5 separate regions of the Mus musculus genome follow, and all the other regions are linked to region 1. Evidence: chromatin contacts called from public HiChIP or PLAC-seq data. All regions are on one chromosome and are shown on one strand. The core of a region is the stretch at or near the end of the contact, and the rest is flanking DNA. Distances in the headings are between cores, read along the strand shown. Region 1 overlaps Runx2 (runt related transcription factor 2). Region 2 has its middle 100 kb from the start of Runx2os3. Region 3 has its middle 86 kb from the start of Runx2os3. Region 4 has its middle 62 kb from the start of Runx2os3. Region 5 has its middle 25 kb from the start of Runx2os3.

The links. HiChIP or PLAC-seq counts read pairs in DNA pulled down with a chosen protein or histone mark.
Region 2: a FOXA1 HiChIP or PLAC-seq map of pancreatic cancer cells shows a contact between it and region 1. The contact joins two enhancer-like sites. A contact is called at or near these places in 2 of 15 datasets of contacts at CTCF or cohesin (CD8 T cells and pro-B cells), 5 of 484 Hi-C or Micro-C datasets (bone marrow-derived macrophages, embryonic fibroblasts, forebrain neurons and 2 more), 5 of 115 datasets of contacts at active chromatin or transcription factors (CD8 T cells, effector CD8 T cells, large pre-B cells and 2 more) and 1 of 9 other capture datasets (embryonic stem cells).
Region 3: a FOXA1 HiChIP or PLAC-seq map of pancreatic cancer cells shows a contact between it and region 1. The contact joins two enhancer-like sites. A contact is called at or near these places in 1 of 484 Hi-C or Micro-C datasets (forebrain neurons), 2 of 115 datasets of contacts at active chromatin or transcription factors (effector CD8 T cells and pancreatic cancer cells) and 1 of 9 other capture datasets (embryonic stem cells).
Region 4: a contact with region 1 is called in a FOXA1 HiChIP or PLAC-seq map of pancreatic cancer cells. The contact joins two enhancer-like sites. A contact is called at or near these places in 2 of 484 Hi-C or Micro-C datasets (Sertoli cells and muscle stem cells), 1 of 115 datasets of contacts at active chromatin or transcription factors (pancreatic cancer cells) and 1 of 9 other capture datasets (embryonic stem cells).
Region 5: a BATF HiChIP or PLAC-seq map of CD8 T cells shows a contact between it and region 1, with 5 read pairs. The contact joins two enhancer-like sites. A contact is called at or near these places in 2 of 115 datasets of contacts at active chromatin or transcription factors (CD8 T cells and pancreatic cancer cells) and 1 of 9 other capture datasets (embryonic stem cells).

What each region holds. Positions count from the first base shown.
Region 1 is chr17:44,688,664-44,692,575 of GRCm38.p6, forward strand. The region is part of intron 3 of Runx2 (runt related transcription factor 2); the gene reads right to left. Among named protein-coding and RNA genes, the nearest start is that of Runx2, 46 kb to the right of the region's middle. Within about 2 kb of position 1,893, at least 60 of the 459 cell types and tissues checked have an H3K27ac peak or open chromatin away from gene starts, as enhancers often do. A contact at or near this core is called in CD8 T cells, bone marrow-derived macrophages, memory CD8 T cells and 1 more, where this site is marked.
Region 2 is chr17:44,457,428-44,461,339 of GRCm38.p6, forward strand. No RefSeq gene overlaps it. Among named protein-coding and RNA genes, the nearest start is that of Runx2os3, 100 kb to the right of the region's middle. Within about 2 kb of position 1,809, at least 43 of the 459 cell types and tissues checked have an H3K27ac peak or open chromatin away from gene starts, as enhancers often do. A contact at or near this core is called in CD8 T cells, bone marrow-derived macrophages, memory CD8 T cells and 1 more, where this site is marked.
Region 3 is chr17:44,473,855-44,477,766 of GRCm38.p6, forward strand. No RefSeq gene overlaps it. Among named protein-coding and RNA genes, the nearest start is that of Runx2os3, 86 kb to the right of the region's middle. Within about 2 kb of position 2,272, at least 19 of the 459 cell types and tissues checked have an H3K27ac peak or open chromatin away from gene starts, as enhancers often do. A contact at or near this core is called in pancreatic cancer cells, where this site is marked.
Region 4 is chr17:44,498,482-44,502,393 of GRCm38.p6, forward strand. It overlaps a transcript of Runx2 not described here. Among named protein-coding and RNA genes, the nearest start is that of Runx2os3, 62 kb to the right of the region's middle. Within about 2 kb of position 2,135, at least 68 of the 459 cell types and tissues checked have an H3K27ac peak or open chromatin away from gene starts, as enhancers often do. A contact at or near this core is called in pancreatic cancer cells, where this site is marked.
Region 5 is chr17:44,534,906-44,538,817 of GRCm38.p6, forward strand. It overlaps a transcript of Runx2 not described here. Among named protein-coding and RNA genes, the nearest start is that of Runx2os3, 25 kb to the right of the region's middle. Within about 2 kb of position 1,781, at least 12 of the 459 cell types and tissues checked have an H3K27ac peak or open chromatin away from gene starts, as enhancers often do. A contact at or near this core is called in CD8 T cells, where this site is marked.

The DNA.
Region 1 (3,912 bases), core at 643-3,142:
CTCAAAACATGATCTATATCTAAACTCACAAACTGAGATAAAGTAAACAGAAAAGAGTGTGGAAAAGAAGGAGAATAACTTTTAAAAAATTAAAGCCAGTTTCTGTATGACTGCATAGAGATCTCTGTTTTCGTACTATAATACTAAGGCAGAGAAAAAGCGTCACTTTTAACTCTATTAGCAAGATGAAAGGGATAAAAGGGATAGGCCAAATGACATTATAGGCATTAGTGTTGCAAAAAAAATTTTTTTCTCCCCAGCAGAAGAGAAGTACCCCCTTTCCTGGGAGAAATAAGGGCACCTAAAACACCCCAATAGAGCCAGATATAGTGACTCAAATCTTTAATTCCAGCACTTGGAAGGCAGAGAAAGGATGATCTTTGGGAGTTCAAGGAGTCCCAGGTCAGCCATAACTAGACAGTGAAACCCTGTCTTTAAAAAGAAAGGGTGATGGGAGGAAAGCAGACCTGTGAGGTAATGCTGCTGTCTTAGCTTGTGTTTTATTTCCTATATTTACCAGGCAATCAGAAGAGATCTGGGCACTCTATGTCTAGGTGTTCTCTTAAGAAGTCACTGATGGATATCAAATAAGGGTCTGGCCTTAGGATGTTCCTCACCTCACACCCAGGTGGAGTCTGCTCCGTAAAGCCACTGGCCCTGGGCTTGTCACCACTCAGACTCTGATGCCTAACACCAAAGCCTGATGCTCCAATGACTGGCTGCAAGTCTGGGCTTTTTCAAACCTTTTCTCATGAGAGTGTGCAGAGAGAGCATATTATGCTACCAATTCCAGAAAGTGTGGTAATCCGTGATGCTTTCCAGACATGTGTGTCAAAGCGAAGTTGTAGTTAATGCCCGCTTGCTTAAATTTCATCCATTCGTGTTCAAATCATCTGCTCTGAAAGGGAAATGTTTACTCTTGTACACATTTGGGTTTTAACCTCGAAAACCATTGCTAGAGATTAATCTCAGCCACTGAACATCTGCTTCAAAACCCAAACTCAAGTCCATCATTTCAATGGCATTACAAATACTCCATTCCGTTTTCAATACTCCACTGCGGGCTGTGACATCCTGTTACCACACAAATCATTAAAGCCAAAGCTAGTTATTCAAATGATAGCTCACAGAGATACCGGCACCCACCATTTCTGCCTCAAGTTGCTTTGTAGTGTGTAGAAGGATGTATTTGTTCATGTGTACGTTTCATGTAAATCTACATACACAATTTCATGTGATCTTCTCCTACATACCTTCCAAAACTCATAAAATCTATAAGACCACCAGTGCTGAGGAAAAACAGAAGCCGACTACCACGCCCATTAGCTTAATGTAGAATGAGTGTTGGCACATCAGTACTGCCTGCTTTGTTACCCCCTCTTAAAAGATCCAGTACTTCCCAAGTGATTAGAAAGACAAGCATGAGTTACTGCACACAACACTATAAATAAATGTAGTGTACCCTGTGGACTCTAAATGCTTGCATGTGTTTAAATCAACTTGCTTAACACAGACTGTCAGAAAAAGGACCTTTGTCCCCTTGGTTTTTAATTAAACTTTTCTGTATGTTCTTTTTTTACTTAATGTCTACATCTGAATATTGACTCATCTGAGTGTCACCAAAGTGCCTGAAATGGCTTAGGCCTGACAGTTTGCTTTAGCAGTTGGACAAGCCAGATCTAGTCACGCATTCCTGATGCAGCTGCCCCAGCAATAATTTTAAGGCTTAATTAAGTTATACTGCCTATCACACTTTAAAAAAAAACTAATATTGCTAATTCATTTACTAAATATAACTAATTCCTTTAGCAAACAGCCAAGATAGACACACAGAAAATTAGACAGAAGTTCCCCCCATGAGTCAAAAGGACTATCAGATCAGCCTAGTCCTTGAATGGTTCAACCCCACCCCCAACACACACACACACACACTTCCTGTTATACTTTGTGGTATAGTCTGAGCTAGAATAAAGCTTGAAAGAGTGCCAACAGACATCAAACAGCAGTGGCACACAGTAGGTATGCAGTAAGCATGTGCTAGCTGATGACCTACAACTTATTTCATGCTTTGCTTTAAGAGACCCCTTCACAGACCGCTCCCCTTTCTTCTCCCTGATATGAACATTGATTTTAGAGGCACGCACACCTCCTGATCTTCCACCCCCATCCTTAACACACTTGGGATGTAGAAGTGCTCTCTAGCTGGCTTCCGTGCCTCTGTATGTTCCTTACTTCCTGTGTCTTCCTTCCAATCTGTTTCCTGTGTCCCTATCAAACTCAAATAGCCTCTCTGATTCGAAACTCTGAGGCTCCTCTGTGGACAGAATCCCTACAATTCTGCATAAGGTAAGAATTCAAACCCTGCCCTTTCGATGAGCCTACTGAAGAACTAAGTACCTCACATCCAACCCTCCTGCCTTCTCTATCTACTCAGGACTCCTATCAATGGCTGTCTTCCCTCAACACCATCCTCTGGACCAGGCTAGACTCTCTCCCTGGTAAGGGACCCTGCAGGTACAGCCAGTGATAAAGGATAAACTCCAGAGAGTATAGTGTCCCAGAAGCAAGGGACTCAGTGTTGCTGAGGAATGGCCCGCATTCCCTGCCCTTTCTCTTCCCTGTTGCTGTAACAACTGCTTCCTTCTATCTGGATTCTCACCTTCAGGGCTCAGCTTTCTCCAAGGTGCTTGCCTTTCCTTTAGCATTTCTATCACACACTAACAAACACACGGATACTGTGCTTGTGTGACAGTGCTAGGGAGTTTTTGTTATGTTCCTGTGTTGTCTTGCCTTGATCATGCTAGGGACAGAACCTAGGGTCCCCTACTCTACCACAAAGCTACACTCCCAGCCCTTAATGAATGATGAATGCTTACTAAACTCTCTCTTACAATCACCTTTATAAGTAGACTCTCATTATAAACAGACTTTGTCACTCACATTTTTCTCATAGAGATACTGATGTCCTGGAATGGAAAGTGGTTTGTCAAGGGCCACTCACTCCGAATATGTCAGGGTGAGGGCTTCAGTTTTGTAACCCAAAGTCCAGATGGACTTCCTTTCATGCTGTTTCCTCTCTTCAGTTCCCTCAGTTCCTCTCCCCTCCTCACAGCCAACACTCCTGAAGCCACGGTCTAAATCCCTTAGCCCACTTTTTTCACCATTACTGATTTCCCCCCAGCCCTGGGAATCTGTCTCTCTACTGGGATCCCTTGGGTCAAGGTCACTCATGGCTTCCATACTGCCCAGCCCAATAGTAGTTCCTAGAAATGAAAATTAAACACAGTAGAGGCCGCACCTCAGCAGCCCTGAGTCCCTTGCTTCTGGGACACTATACGCTCTGGAGCTCTTCCTACGCCCCTGGCTGTACCTGCTCAGGGACTCTCGCCAGCTCTTCGATTTTATCTGACTTCAAATCTGGAGTCTTTTCTCAGCGCCCTGTCCTCAGCTTTCTCTTCTGTCTAACATGATTTCTTATGTTCTATGGCTTTTAATACCACTCCAGGCTTAACACATCCTTCTAGCATTGCGACAGGACACTGTCATTACAAAGTCCATGATCAAGGGCTGAACAGTCAGTCACATTATGAAGGAAAGGAAGGAAGGAAGGAAGGAAGGAAGGAAGGAAGGAAGGAAGGAAGGAAGGAAGGACTGTAAAGATAGCTCATCACTTAATATCACACCCTAAGTACGTGAGAGGACCCAAGTTGGGATCCTAACACCTACATTAAATGGTTCACAACTACCTATAATTCCACTTCCAAGAGACCCAATACCTTCTACAAGCCTCTAAGAGCACTCACATACATGTGGCATACGCTCACCCACACATACACACACTAAAATAAACCTATTTTTAAAAAACCTCACTAAATAGCTCTTAGTGTTTTATGTAAGTTTATACTTTGTTGC
Region 2 (3,912 bases), core at 559-3,058, 230 kb before region 1:
ACATCAGCAGAAAGAACTGAACGCTGATACTCAGCTCACGTCTCCTTTTTATTCAGCTTGGGGCCCCAGACCTTCCAACAAATGGTGCCACTCATATGCCCAGTGGATCTTCCCATCCCAATTTCCCAATCTGGAAAGCCTCTCACAGATATGCCTGCATTTCCTTGGTGATTTTTAATGCTGTCAGTTTGAAAATCAACATGGACCATCATGCTACTTTTAGAAATTCATTGGAATTTCATTGGCCTAAGCTGGGTAAAAGTACTAAGTGTTGTGGCCCCTAGTATGATAGGCACTCAGGAGGTGTCACCTGACATCATGGTCTTGCCAATGAAATTGTGCTACAGTTCCTTCTGACTTTTGTGGTATCAAGGTGTCCTGGGTAGGTTTTTGTCAACTTGATACAAACTAGAGTTATCTGGAAAGAACTTCAATTCAGAACATTCTTCTACCTAGATCTCCACACATGCACGTCCATAGATTATTCTCCCAATTAATGATTGATGTGCGGGAGCCCAGCCCACTGTGGGTGGTGACATTCTTGGTGCATGAGTGATATAAGAAATCAGGCTAACATCACACCTACAGTCTAGTGTCTTTGGTACAGAACGCTATTCTGCAAGCTACCAAATAGAAACGTAAACACCAACTCAACCACAAATGCTTTGATCTACAATGCTGTTCTGCCTGCAAGAAAGCCAGGACAATGGTGGCACAAAGCTTATAGGAGTTGCCAACCAATAACTTATTTGACTTAAGGCCCACCCCATGAGATGGAACCCATATGTGACACTGCTTGGGTGACCAAGTACCAGAGACTAGACAGCCTATGGACCTAGAGTAAAATTAATTACTACTGTTCTAGACAAAAATCATAACAATAAAATAATTTTAATGGCATTCCATTGACCCATAGATCAGTGCATTGTTCAACCGTCTTCACCATGCAGCCTGCATCCTCCTGCAGCAGATGGGAAAAAATACAGAGACCCACAACCAGACATTATGCAGAGACCTTTGAACACTCAGCCCTAAATGGATGTCTTCGTCAAATCTAAAGGCTCAGAAAACCCTTAGGAAGAGGAGGCAGAAAGAGTGTAAGAAACAAAGAGAATGAAGGACATTAAAGAAAGATCTTAAGACACAGAAAAGTTAAAGGAGCAGTGGATAGGTAATAGAGTTGGGTTCCAGAGCCTCTCCAAATGGCCTCAGGCTGTGGCAGATGGCTCCTGGATTTAACCTAGCTAGAGGACAGAGATCTCCTAGGTCCATTTGGGGATCCATAGGCACATCTCTGGATGCTTATAGCTCCATCAAATGGTTCTCAGGTCGCAGGGCTGAGACACTAGTGAGCAAAGGTCACACGAAGTCATCCTCTCCTTCCTGGAAGGTAGAGCGGGGCAGCATTTGGGCCAACTACATTTTCAGAATCAAAGTTCCTATGAAAATACAATTTGCAACAAGAGCATGGTGCCTGGCTGGGAAAGGCTTGGATGCTTGGCATGGCATGGATGCAGACCCGGCTATGAGAGCTAGATTCTGGATGTGGGGCAGTATTTAAAAAGGATCTGGGAGAAGAGTCTTCCTTTATGGACAAGCTACAGTTAGACTAATGGATGCCTATAGTCGGGTGCCTACAAGGCTCAGCAGGATTCTGGCTAGCAATTTTCTGTTCCCTTGGCACATCAGAGTCACAGCAGGGTAACTCCATGGCCAAGGCATCATCTCATGACTAGAGTTGCAGGGTAGCTCAGGAGAACAGTCTGCTATGAAGCTTTCAGGGCTCCCCGTGAAGTTTCGGTTTCAATCTTAATAAAATATTTTTGAAAATTTCACAATTGCAGAACAAACAAAACCATGAGTCATGGCTCACAATTTCCCGGTGAATTTGCTATGTGATTGTGTCTCTGACAAGTGCATAGTTTCCAAGGACAAGGGAACCTTAATGTGAATATTTGACCTGAGGGGCATATGGTAAGGGGGAATAGTACAGCATCCCCCTCCTGGATATTATGTTCAACACCAGAACCCAAACGAGACTCAGTAGAGCTTGGCTATGAATTTTCCCAACTTCACACATTCATTGTAGTCCCCTCTTTCTCTGTATGTGTGTGTGTCTCTGTGTGTGTATATACATGTGTATGCCTGTATATACGTGCAAGTGCATATCGTGCATGTGTGTGGTGGCCAGAGGACAATCTAGAAGATTCTAGGTACTGAACTTGGGCTTTTATGCTTCTCAAAACAAGATGACTGAGCCATCTCCCCAGCCCCTCATCATCTGATTATTATTATTATTACTATTATTACTATTTCTGAATCATATTTTTGTCCTCTGCAATTGCATAAAATGAATTCTTCTAGGCCAACCATTTAAAAAAAAAACAAGATTAGATTTTCGTGAATGGAATGGTAGAAGTATGTGCAGAACCCTACAGGATTCTGCCACTTAAAGAACTCAGAACATTTCCATTCTCCTGTGGAAGAAATGGAGACAAGAAGCCAGACTGTGACACTGTCAGATATTCCCAGTAGCAGTACATTGCAGCCCACTAGACAACCAGTTAACAACAGCCAGAGGAACAAGGATCCACAGTCAAGTACACGTAGCCACGACTGATGCCACTCGACCTACAATACCCAAACAGGTCTCACCAGACTCAGCAATTATTTTCTCTTCTCAAGATTTTGACTTTTTGTTTGTTTGTTTGTTTGTTTTAACATATAGGCTCATTAACCTTGGGCATGTGCTACTTCAAATTTAACCTTGGACATGTGTTGATGCAAAACAAGAGTCTCATCTCATCTCCTCTCCCTACAGTTGCTTGCCACGATTCACTCAGCTCAGGCTCTTTGAGATTTTCAATTCTTATTGTCAGTCAGTGGGCTAAACCTTGCGGTAAAGGTCAAGGTTTCTCCTATCTCACACCATCATTGCCTTTTACACTCTCCCGGAAGGGCTCTTGTGCAATAGAAACCTGATTCAAGGGAACACATCTCACCAGAGACCTTTCAGTGAACGATGATCTGCAAATAGTCATTTTGTTGCTTGCCGAAGAAGGGGCTGAAATAAAACTTCAAATAATGACTATCGCATGTCATCCTCCAAGCCACCCAGGGTACCAAGGAGAAGCTTGTCCATTTCAATGGAGGAGATGTTATACAGTTATCCAAGTCTTGTTTGTTAGGGGGAGGGCGAGTGCTTTGTTTTCTTCTTGTTGATTTGGATTCCTCTCTCCTTCCTTCCTTCCTTCCTTCCTTCCTTCCTTCCTTCCTTCCTTTCTCTCTCTCTCTCTCTCTCTCTTTCTCTTTCCTTCCTTTCTCTACATCTTTTTCTCTTCTCTTCTCTTCTCTTCTCTTCTCTTCTCTTCTCTTCTCTTCTCTTCTCTTCTCTTCTCTTCTCTTCTCTTCTCTTCTCTTCTCTTCTCTCCTCTCCTCTCCTCTCCTCTCCTCTCCTCTCCTCTCCTCTCCTCTCCTCTCCTCTCCTCTCCTCTCCTCTCCTCTCCTTTCCTTTCCTTGTTGTTTTGTGTTTGAGACAGGTTCTTATATAGGCCAGGCTCCCCTCCAATTTGCTAAGTAGTTGAAGGTGACCTTGAACTCCTCCTGGTCCTCCTTTCTCTGCCTCCCACATGCTAGGGTTACAGAGATGGACTACCATCCACAGATTATTTGTTTTGTTTTGTTTTGTTTTGTTTTGTTTTGTTTTGTTTTGAGAGTCTTGTTAGGCAGTCCAGGCTGGCCTCAAACTCACTACACACACACACACACACACACACACACACACACACACACACACATACACATATATGTATGTATATATATATGGCCTCAAATTCATGGCCATTCTCCTGGCTTAACCTGCCAAGCTCTAGGGTTTCAGGCTTACATGGCCATGCCTGGCTCTCGGGACTT
Region 3 (3,912 bases), core at 1,022-3,521, 210 kb before region 1:
TCCTTTTGTGCCTTCCCAACCCCTTCCTCAGAACCTTTTTACCCTTTCTTGATTTCCTTTCTATTATCTTAGATTTGACCCGCATTTAACAAACTAGGATCCTCTGAGAATATGCTAATTTTGTCATTCTGCATTTGGGTCCCCCAACGTAATAGTATACTTCCCAGACGGGTTCTGGAGCATCTATCTTCGTGGGGGCTTCATCATTTCATTTTTGTTAGCAGCTGCGTAAGATTCCATTGTGTATACACACCACATCCTCATTACCCATGAGTCTGCTGATGGGATTCTAGGGTACATCTCTCTTCTTGCTGCTGTGGGCATAGCAGCAATGAAGATGGGTTTGTAAGTATCACAGTGGTGGGATGCAGAGTCCTTTGGGTACCTGCCTAGGAGTGGTCCATCTGGGTTTATATAGTAGTTTCATGTTTTAATTCCCATAATGGCCGCACTACCCTACACTCTACTCTCCCCAGCAGTGATCACAGGCTCCTCTTTCTCCACATCCTCAACAGCATTTGATGTCTGGTCTCTTGCTGAGATCCATTCTGACTGGGGTGAGGTGCTGTCTCAAAATAGTTTTAGTTTGCATTTCCCTGATGCTAGGGATGTTGGACAGTTTTGGAAACACTTGTCACCTGTGTTTCCTCTTTTGAGAGCTGCCTGTTCATTTCATTAGCATGTTTGCTGGCTGGCAGTTTGGGGAGTTTTGGGTTAATTTTTGAACTCCCTTGTCAATTCTGAAGTATAGCTGGGAAAGATTTTTCTCCTATTCTGCTGACCGTGTTTTCGTTGTTCCTTTGGCTGTCAAGAAACTTTGGAATTCCTAGTTGATTCCTGGGACTGGTTCCTGTGGAGTTGGAATTCTATTCAGAAAGGTCTTGCTAAAGCTTTCTGTTAAAGAGCACCCCTATTTCTGTCCAGCAGTTTCATTACCTCAGAGGGGAAATTCAGGTCTTTGATCTGCTTTAAAGTTAATTGTGTACAAGGTCAGTGGTGTGGATTTGATTTCTTTCTTCTGCAGGTGTATATCCAGTTTTTCTAACACCCACCTTTAAAAACAAACAAACAACAGTGACAAACCCTGGATCTCTCACTGGGACCTAGGGCTCACAGTTAGGCTAGGCTGGCCAGCCAGCAAGCCCAGGGGCCCACCTGATGCTGTCTCCCCAGGGCTGAATTTAAAGTACTTGTCTTGTTTCACGTGGACTCTGGAGCTTGAATTCATTACTGACTGAGCTGGCTCTCGAGCCCCTGACTTCCTATTATGAAAAGACTGTTTGTTCTCTTTTAGAGAACATAGACAAGCCCTTGCTCCAGCCTCCACAAATATTTCTATAGAAGGGTTCAAGGATCAGGTTGATAGGACCCCTTTCCCACCAAGGACTTCTGCTATCAGAAGCCAAAAGCCTTATTACAGTTTGAATATATCTTCATTGTGTCCTCTATTGGATATCTGTATGAGCAGGTTGGGGTCTAGGGCAAGTCATTATGTCATAGGGTGCATCATCTTTGAAATATAGTTTTAAGGGGCCCTGGTTAGTTTTTATAAGCAGCATCTTAGCTGTGAGATCCTGGCATGAGAGCTAATTCAGTAATGTTACTGCCTTCAAAGCTTGAGACCTGGTCTGCTCCCTCAAGAGCCCACATAAAGATGGCATGCACTTGTTATCCCAGTGCTGGGGAGGCAGAGACAGGCAAGTCTCTGGCACTAGCTAGCCGGCTAGTCAAGCAGCCTACTTGGCAAGCTCCAGGACAATGGAAGCCACTGTCTCAAAATAACAGCAACTGAGGAATAGCAGCCAATGTTATCCTCTGGCTTCCACATGCCACACACGCACATGCCACACACGCACATGCACACACGCACACAACCATATACATATACACACTCTTACGGACACAGAAAGTTAGGATCCCTCTACTAAGAAACAAAGCAGCAGGAGCCCTCATCTAGGTTGTGATAAGCTAATGTTATACCTTCTAATGGCCACAGTTGCGATCTAGATGTGTTTCTTTTCTTTAGTAAGTATCCAGCCTCCAGTCTTTTGCTATAGTAACAGAAAATGGACTGGTACACACTTCATGGGACCAAGACCCTTTTTCAGGGTCATAAGCATTGTTCCTTTAACAGGCCCGCTCCTAACACTTTAAGCAATCTTACGATAAGTGGGGACACTCCCGGGTAAAAAGGCCACTACGCTTCAGCCTGTTTTTAGGCATGAATCATATTCATTGTCTTTTGTATACAAAGTGGATGACTCAACTCTGGAAGCCACCTTCTTGTAAGATGGCCTTTGCCTGGCCCGGTGAGCAAAGGCTTAGTCAAATGTTCTACTTCAGGTTAGTCTGTAATTAACAGATAATGTTCTCACTGTTGGAATAGCCCTGTTAGATGATATAAGTCCCCACTCTTAACTCACTTCTGTCTCCAACCGGAGTTACAGCCGACGAAAAGGCAAATTGTGCCATCCCCCTGCCTACAGACTCGTAGGCTTCCCCAGCTCTCTTGACATGGAACCCTCCATCTTTAGGACCTCTCTGGAGGCACTCATACAACCTAGCTCATATCCACTCTGACTTCATTCTCTACAGCTTCCCATAGCCACATCTGGGGCTAGAACACATGCCCCTGCTGCAGGTTTACCCTTGCTGTTCTTCTTTCCTGGGTGCCTATTCCCCCACATAACACAAGGTTCGCACTCGCCACTCAGTTCTCCTTGTAGTTGTAACCCTCTTCGTTCACACACAGGCACACTATATGCAGCTCCATGACTTGAATCTCTATGTCCTTTAGCCATTATGAATATGCTCTAAAGCCCTGAAGGTCTGAGATATAGCCAAACTATTCTCAGGACAACACAAATGTATTGTCACCCTCTCATGCCACCCCGATTTGCTGCTGGCATTTGTACCAGAATCATGAAAGCAAGGGAGGACAGTGCTGTATGCGTCTCTCCAGATGTGGTCCCACTCAGATAACAGCTGCATAAGGAAGAACTGGTTTCACATTGCTTTCACTTCATTGAAGGTGTTCTGTTTGATGCCACATCAGAATCAAACCAGCAATACTCTCTAAAAGTCAGTTGTGATGTGGAACCTGAAGTTGTAACAATACCATGTTTCATTAAATTCCCCCAAGAGTCCTGTACTTCCAATGTGCCTTTTACCCACATTGATGGCATTGGTGGTCACTAGACCCCCCGCTACCCATTCACTGATTAAAGGTCTCAGTTTCATGACTCCTGGAGGTACTATGTAAATGAATAATTCCATTAGGTCTAGGTCCTTGAGCACAGTTCTTCAATTCTCTAAGAATATTCATAAAGCCCTCTTCCATCAACCAAAATAGAGCCGTTGACTCAAAGGAGACTGTGTGTGGCATTGTGTGAGTTGCTAGCTTAGGTATCTGGCTATTGTATCGCAGACCAAATTTTACTTGAGACACTGCCTCCTTATAGACAGTCATGCTAACTTGGGTGTGGGTCTCTCCACAGGTACCTTCTAGAAAATAACTGTTGGTATTTGTAGCCAAAGATAAAATACAGGCTTTCAAATAAAAATTCAAAATGGTGAAAACATCTATCTACAATTTTTCTACTTAGACTTTTCTAATGAGACCGGTGATGATTTTAATAAAAGTGAGCTTAAATTTTCACTCAGGCATGGTGTCTCATGGCTGTAATCCTAGCACTTGGGAGATAGAGGCTGGAAGTTCAGAGGTTCATAGTCATCTTGAGCTGCATAATGGATTTGAGGCTAGCCTTGGTTACATGTTCCTAAGAAAAACAAAAACAAATAAACAACAACAGCACAAAACAGAGACTGTGAGAGAGCCATCTGGTAAGACTTCCAAGCCCGATGACCTGGGTTGGTTCCAGGACCTACATAGCAGAAGGACCAACTTCTGCA
Region 4 (3,912 bases), core at 885-3,384, 190 kb before region 1:
CTAAGATTGCCTTGTACAAAGCAAGAATCACATGTGTGTCTGGCCCATAATTGCCCTTGAGTTGGAATGATGAAAGAGCTTTGCAAACTGTTTACACCAACTTCCTTGAGAAAGATGTTAGCTTTATATTTCTAATCCTGTGGCAGACCAGATACCTCTGAGGAAACTAAATATACCATTCAGAATGTTCTAGAGAAGTGGTTTCAAACTTAATGCTGTCTGTGGCATTCCTCTGTTAAAATACAAATTAGGATTAAGTTGGTCAAGACTGGCATCTCAGACCCTGAACTAAACAGCTACCACCATGAAAGCAGCTTTGGCTGTTGCAAGATGCCGCTGAGATGGAACCTCTTGGCTGCTGGTGCTCCCTCACAGGAGGGGGTAGACATGGATGGAATCACTGGGCCCTACCTGAGATTGTGGCCACTTCCCACTGTGCCCTGCCCCAGCCATTTGTATGTAATTCTACTCTAATTGACTTCAGTTCCAGTTATGTTTTGTTTGTTTGTTTGTTTGTTTGTCAACTTGACACAAGCTGCAGTCACCTGGGAAGAGAGAACCTAAGTGAGGAATTGCTTCTATCAGATTGGCCTCCAGGCAAGTCTGGGCGGGGGTGGGGGGGGGCGGGGGGGCATTTACTTGAAGCCCCAGGTTCAATTCTGAGCATCACATAAACGAATATAGTGGTGCCTACATAGAATTCTAGCTCTCAGGAGGATCAGAGGTTCACATTCATCCTTGACTGTCTAGCAAGTTTGAGAAGAAGGAGTTCTGGGTGGCATGAGGCTCAGGAGAGCAATGTAGAGAATGGAATGAACCGTCAGCTGTTACCAGTATTTTCTCCTCCCTCCTCCATTTTAACTGATCGGTGATCATGTGATGGTGAGTATTCACTGTCACCTTGAGCAGATTTTGAATCACCTAAGATCTGGCCCACCACTGGGTATGTCTGTGAGGCTGTTTCCTCCTAGACTGAACTGAAGAGAGAGAGAGAGAGAGATGCTCTTTGACTATGGGTGGCACTGTCCCATTGGCTGGGTGCTCGACTGAATGAAAAAGGAGTGGAGCAGCTGAATTGCTTTTCTCTGCTTCCAGAGTGGGTGCAATGTGATCAGTGGCCTCACACTACTGCAACAACGCCTTCCCAACATCAAGGTCCATAGACTGTATCCCTGTAAACCTTGAGCCAAGAGCAATCTTTCCTTTTTTAAGTTGCTTTTCTCTGGTGCTATGTTACAGGGATAAAAAAAAATAAGTAACTAAGACATCCATTCTGAGGAAAGCTCACATTTCCAGTCTCCCTCACAGAGAGCTGGTTGTAGCCAAGTCAATCGGGCATAAGCGGACTAAAGTAGAGGTGTTGTGTTCCATCCGTCTTCCTGGGGTCCTGCCATTTGCAGTCTGCTTTGACCATGAGGTGAAAGCAGAAAATTGCCTTGAGAACTCTTAGAATGTGTTCTCTCTCTCTCCCTCTCTTTCTCTCTCTGACTCTCTCTCTCCCTCTCTCTCCCTCTCTCTCTCTATCTCTCTTTCTGACTCTCTCTCTCTCTCTCTCTCTCTCTCACACACACACACACACACAAGAGAGAGAGAGAGAGGGAGGGAGGGAGAGAGAGAGAGAGAGAGAGAGAGAGAGAGAGAGAGAGAGAGAGAGAGAGTTGGGTTATAAAAAGGACAAGTCCCAATTGTTGGGTCAGGATATGGGAAATAATGGTTTGAGAAGGAAGGAGGCGAGAAATGGCCTTAGTTCAAGGCTCAGAACTGGGAACTTTTCCTTTCTAGTTCTCTGGAGTCTGGGTGGCCTTTTCCCAGCTACACCCAGGCCTCCAGCAAGGCTCAGTTGTGACACACCTCAGTAGAGGCAGCCCTTGGAAACACTTCCCCAGGAGCCTGGAGGGCTGGGGAAACTCTCTAGCCCCGGGGCCTGCAGGAGAGCAGGTCTGTGGGAAGAGGGTGAGGTGTCTGAAGGCACAGAGACTCTCAGTACTGCGTCTGGGCCTCCGGCCTTTGATGGCTCAGGCTTGGCTGGCTGGCTGGCTGCCCGCTCCCTTCGGAACAGCCGACACTAAAGGGAGGGCTGAACAAGTGTCTGATGAACTCAGCCCAATAATATTCACTTCTTTTATTTTCCAGGAATGTCATGAGCCCCACAGGGTGATCTTCTGGTTTGAAGACCTGGTGAGTCAAGTCTATACAGACCTCTGACTCAGTTTCATCCCGAGTTCTCAGCAGACATCTCCCAGGAGCACGGCTCAGCGGGAGAGCAGAGCAGGGATACCTCATTAGGAGAGGATAGAAGAGCTCTGAAGCAGGCATGAGACAGGCTAGAGTACCCAAGATCACACGGGCCACATTGATAGTAATAGCCTATGTTCAGTGACTTCTTACTAAGTACAAAATCATGCATTCGCTCCACCAATCTTTGTGGCCAACTTGGCATGGCTTCTGCCATTAATTTTATACTACTGAGGAAACTGAGACCTAGCTAAGTGAGGCACCGTGCGCCCTGACCCAGAGCAGGTAGCTTATTCTAGAAAGGCTACTCTGCTGTGGACAGGACAGACAATTCGGAGGCATGAGATAGTGCAGAAAAAAAATTGTGAAGGGTACATTGTGTGTGTGTGTGTGTGTGTGTGTGTGTGTGTGTGTACACGTGTGTATACTTGAATTCCAATCTGTATCCCCTTCATTTCAATTCAAATGTTGTTTAACAAACTGCCTCCGAGAAGCAGCATAATGAGCAGCTTCAGATGGGATGGGCTAGCTGAGGCCACAGAGGCAAAGCCTGTGCTACAGCCCATGGAGCCAGGCCTTCACAGAGGTGACTGGACCACAGGTACCAGATCCTCTACTTTTCCCCTCAGCACTGCCCATTGCTGTATGCACTGAGCTCCACTGCAGAAGGGGTCAAAGGGCAAAGGCTGAGCATGTGGGAAATCCATGGTCTCCATCCCTGGTGATGTTGCCACAGTGTCACACCCAGAGCATCGTCAGCGTGGATGTCTGTGTAAGCTACCCAGCCTATCAGTCTCTTAGGCTAAGGAGTCAGTGTCCTGGTCAGCCACTGAGTTAATGAAGGGAAGTTAATGCTACAAAGGGGTAGCAGCAGCGGGGGGGGGGGGGGGGAGGCAACCACACAGCCTGGGTGTAGCTTAAAGGACATTTCCTTGGGGTTCCTTCAAGGAAGGAGACACAGAAGTAAAAGGAGTCTGTGCATGTAGGGTATCAGCAACATTATCCACAATGGGCAAAGGGACCATAACCAGGCCCACTGTGGTACAGAAGGAGAGATGTCCACATACAAAGGAATACTATTCTGCCCTAAAAAGGAAGAAAACCAGATACCCTCTACAGCATGGTCAGTTAGTACACAGACACCATCTGGCTTCCTTAGATGAAGTTCCCAGGCTAGACAAATGCACAGAGACAGAAAGGGTCACGCAAATGGCCTAGTGCTAGAGAGTGGAGAGATGTGTTTACTGAGTGCAGAACTTCAGCTGGGGCGATATGAAAGTTCTGGAGAGAGATGGTGGTGGAGGCTGCGTTGTGATATCAATGTACCCAGCGTCACTGAGCTGTACACTGAGGAACAACGGCAAGGATGCACTAATATGGAATATACTTCACTCATGGTTGTAAAACTTCATAAAACTTATGACAAGAGAGGGGGGACTGGAGACATCTTGAGTCATGGTTTGAGTAAGTGGGATGTGAATGATACAGTGACCAAATTTGATGCCTAGGACAAGGGAGACAGAAAGCAGACATGGTGGGGTGGAGATAGCACTTACAGGCAGGGCAATCAGAAGAGGAATTGAGAAGGTAATTTTGAGCAAAGGCTTAAGGAGTGAAGAAGGTGTGAGTCATCTTGAGTCAGGCATCGGAGAACAACTGTGTGTACACTTCTGTAAC
Region 5 (3,912 bases), core at 531-3,030, 150 kb before region 1:
CCCTAGGGAACCGAATGGATCCCAAATGTAACCGTAAGAACGCTGTTACATGGGAAAACAAAATCAACCAACCAACCAAACAAAGGATGGTGATTTGACACACAGAGGAGAGGAGACTGTAGCATCACCATTAGAGGCAAAGACTGGAGTGACATAGTGAAAACCAAAGAATACCAGATGTCAGAAAAACACACTGAGCAAGGAGTACACCTTCCCTATCCACCCAGAGAGTCCAGAGTCCAGAACTCCTAACACCGGATTTCAGCACACTGGTGCTGATTTCAGAGCTATGCATGAGGGAACAAGCTTCTATTACTTAACCTGTCTTTTACAGTAGATTGTTACAGCATCTGCAGGAAGCTAATAAAGTCTGCCATACAAAAAGATGTGAGCATATCTAGCCTAATAAAGGGTACATAACAGGTATTCAATATATATATTTCTCCCGCATACTTTTAACTCTAATTCTTTTTTTATTTTATGAACTTGAACATTTTGCCTGTATGTATGTATGCATGTATGTACATAGGTATGTGTTTTGCATGTGTCCTGGTGCCTGTGAATGCTAGAAAGAGAGCATCAGATGCCCTGAAACTGGAAATGCAAATGGTTATGAGCCACCACAAGGTGCTGGGAACTGAACCCAGGTCTACTACAAGAGCAACCAGCACTCTTAACTGCTGAGCCAGATCTCCACCCCTCCCTACAACCCTTTCTTCCTTTTTCAGTGGCTTCTAATTTCCCACTGTCTTTTAAAATTAGTATTCAGAAGCTGGGGAGATGGCTTAGTTGGCAAAGTTCTTGCCTCATAAGCATGAGGCATTAAATTCAAGCCCCCAAAAGTCACATTCAAAACAAAGCCATGTGCAGGGGTGTGTATTTGTAATATCAGCACTGTGAGGACAGAGGCAGGGGAATCTTTGTACTTAGTGGACAGCCAGGCTGGAAAAATTGGTGAACTCCACATTCAATGATAGATCATGTTTCAAAAAGGAAGGTGAAGAGTGACTGAGGAAGGGCTCAGTATCAACTCTGCAACACACGCACATGCACACACACACACAAGTTACACAGGCACACACACAAACATACATACATGCACACACACTCAAATACACATACAGAGAGAGAGAGAGAGAGAGAGAGAGAGAGAGGCACACACTCTACACACAGGGAACATCCAGTCAATGACATAGGGGGAGAAAAGCATCAGCTATGGGCCTCAAGTCAATATCCCATCAGGCTCTGTAGCCTCCATTTTCCTATCTATAAAATGGGGGCCATGGAACCTACTTTGTGGGGATTCCTATGAAAACCAAAGAAAGACAAAAACCAAATCCTGATGTCATTCTTGTATGTCACATGCTTATTTGTCCAGCCAGCTCAACTTTCCATCTTTGGAGAAAACAAAGAGTAAGTGATTACAATTTCCATTTCCAGGACTAATTATAGTTTCAAAAATGCTGATGGTTAAAACTGGGGGTTTTCTCCAGGCATTTGTGCCCAAGGCACACAGGATGATGTCTAAGGACCTGCTGTCCCTTCTGCGTGTGTTACAGGTTGGGGGGGGGGGGGCGGGGTGCTGAATCTACACAGGCCCAGCATGCAGAAACACGATTTGTCTAAAGGATGACTGCTAAAATCAAGACATCCTTTTTCCGTGGAATCCAAGAGCAGAAGCAAATACTGCGGGAGAATCATCAGTGTGGTACCATGCATAGCTCTTGCACCAACCATGGGCATGCACGGTGCTACACAGCTGGCTTCAGATCATAGGTCAGACTCACCAGTGTGGGACCACACATGACCTTTGGCACCAACCACATCACACATGGTGTGCTCTGCGAAGTTGGCTTCCAAGAAGGTGCGCTACCACAGAAGCAGCTGCCTGCTGTCCTGACACATGGGGATGCCCAGAGCTTGCCCAGCCCTTTCCTCCCTCTCTCCACCACATCAGCTCTCATGGCACTCTGTGGAATGCCCAAGGTACTCGGCTTGCTGACCTTCCAATAATACTGTATTTGTAGATAACTATCATATTGTTAAACGTCCATGGGGGAAAATATCCTGAAGGGACAAGAGTCCTCATATTGGGGACAATGTAGAAAGCACTAGAATTCATGGGATTTACTGAATACCAAGTGTCTTTTCATGTCTTGGCTGTGTCCTCAAAAGGAGACATATTTGACAGACTTCAGTCTTCTTCTCTTAGTGTCTCTTCTTGGTTCAAAAGAAATTCTATGCATGATGAAAGAGCTTCATCATGAACGAACACATCTAAACCAACCAGATTTTAAAGTTGGAATTACTAATTTTTAACTGAGTGTTGGGGAGGGCACATGCATATAGCCTGGAGTACTTCTAGAGGTGGAAGAGAACAGCTTTCAGGAGTCAGCGTTCTCCTTCCTGCATGTGGGTCCCAGGCATCAAACTCAGATCATCTTCTTGGTAGCAAGCACCTTTACCAAAGTAGTCACACACACACACACACACACACACACACACACACACACACACCTCACTAACTCATTTCCAGAGGGATCAGAGAACACAGGAAAGCCCCATGGGAGTCACCAAATAAGCAACGATCCAGTCAAACCACTGAGAAAAGCAGATCTAAAATTTACCATAACCTCCTTACATAGAAGCGAGGGAATGCTTCTCTGGCTTCTTTAAATGTCTTCCTGCAGTTAATTTCACTAAAAACCACACTTCTAGCCCTACCATGCCTGCAGCCTTCTCATTACCTCCAGCAATTTACATGGCATCTTTTTTGAACTCTGGATTCCCGGACAGGGTTGAGCATCGTGGGGTAAATTAGTGAATCATAAAAATTAGAGCTGGAAAAGGCGGCTGAAGTCACGGGGTCATCCTCTGCCAACTCCCCGAGATGGTTGCCTGTGGTTTCTTTGTGAACGCTTTGTTCAAACTGGGTTTAAATCAACAATATTGTTCCCAGGGAGGGGGTGGGGTGGGTGGGAGGCACAACGAAGAATTCTTTGACCCTGCCATCCATTTTACTAGCTAGCCCAAACCTGAAAGATGGAATCCAGAGCCACCATTCAGGAAGAGGAAGGTGGACCGTGGGAGACAAGGTCGGTGATAGATTTTGGAGGACACCGAGTCCAACATTACTTTTTAAAAATAAGGGAAATGAAGTTTTGAGATGTTATTGTATAATCCTATGAAGATTCCACAGAACTCAGGGGCTGGACCAGACACCAACAACTGCTTCTATTTGCCTTCCCTTCTGGACTTGTTTGGAACATTTATCACTGTGAGATCTGTGACAGTGGATCCTATGTTCTATTTACTTAAGTTATTTTTTTTTGAAGAAGGGTATTGTGTAGCCTAGGCTGTCCTCAAACACACCGAGATGACCTTCTGATCCCCATGTCTCAACCTCCCCAGTGCTAGGATTATATCCATGGTCCACCACACCTGTTTTGTGCCGTGCTGAGAATGGAACCTAGGGTTTCAAGCTTGCTACGCAAGCACTCTGCCCCTGTTGTATTTACTTTTATTCTCCCCAACCTACCTAAGTCAGAACTTAAATGGGGATGGAGCAGTAATAGGTTGATCTGAATGTCTACACCAATGGTCTCTTCCCCTGTCTACACTTTCCAAAACTAGGGACGTTACAAGAAGTCAAGTTGAGGGTCAGAGTAGCCAGAGTTTTCTATGGGCTCCCCCTGAAATAGATCAAGCCCTTTTGAGAGCCATGCCAGGCTGGGCTGGGCAGCGGCCTGAGGCATGCAGGAAGGCTGGGGGGGGCATCTGAATTAGGTTCACTGTTCTGACCTCGGAGGTCTCTTCCATCTCTAAGCTTTAGACTCCGTGATATAAAAGAGCTTTCTTTCCTAAGACACATAAGGTTTCAACTAGTTGAATCCCTTAAAAGTCAAAGGCCTC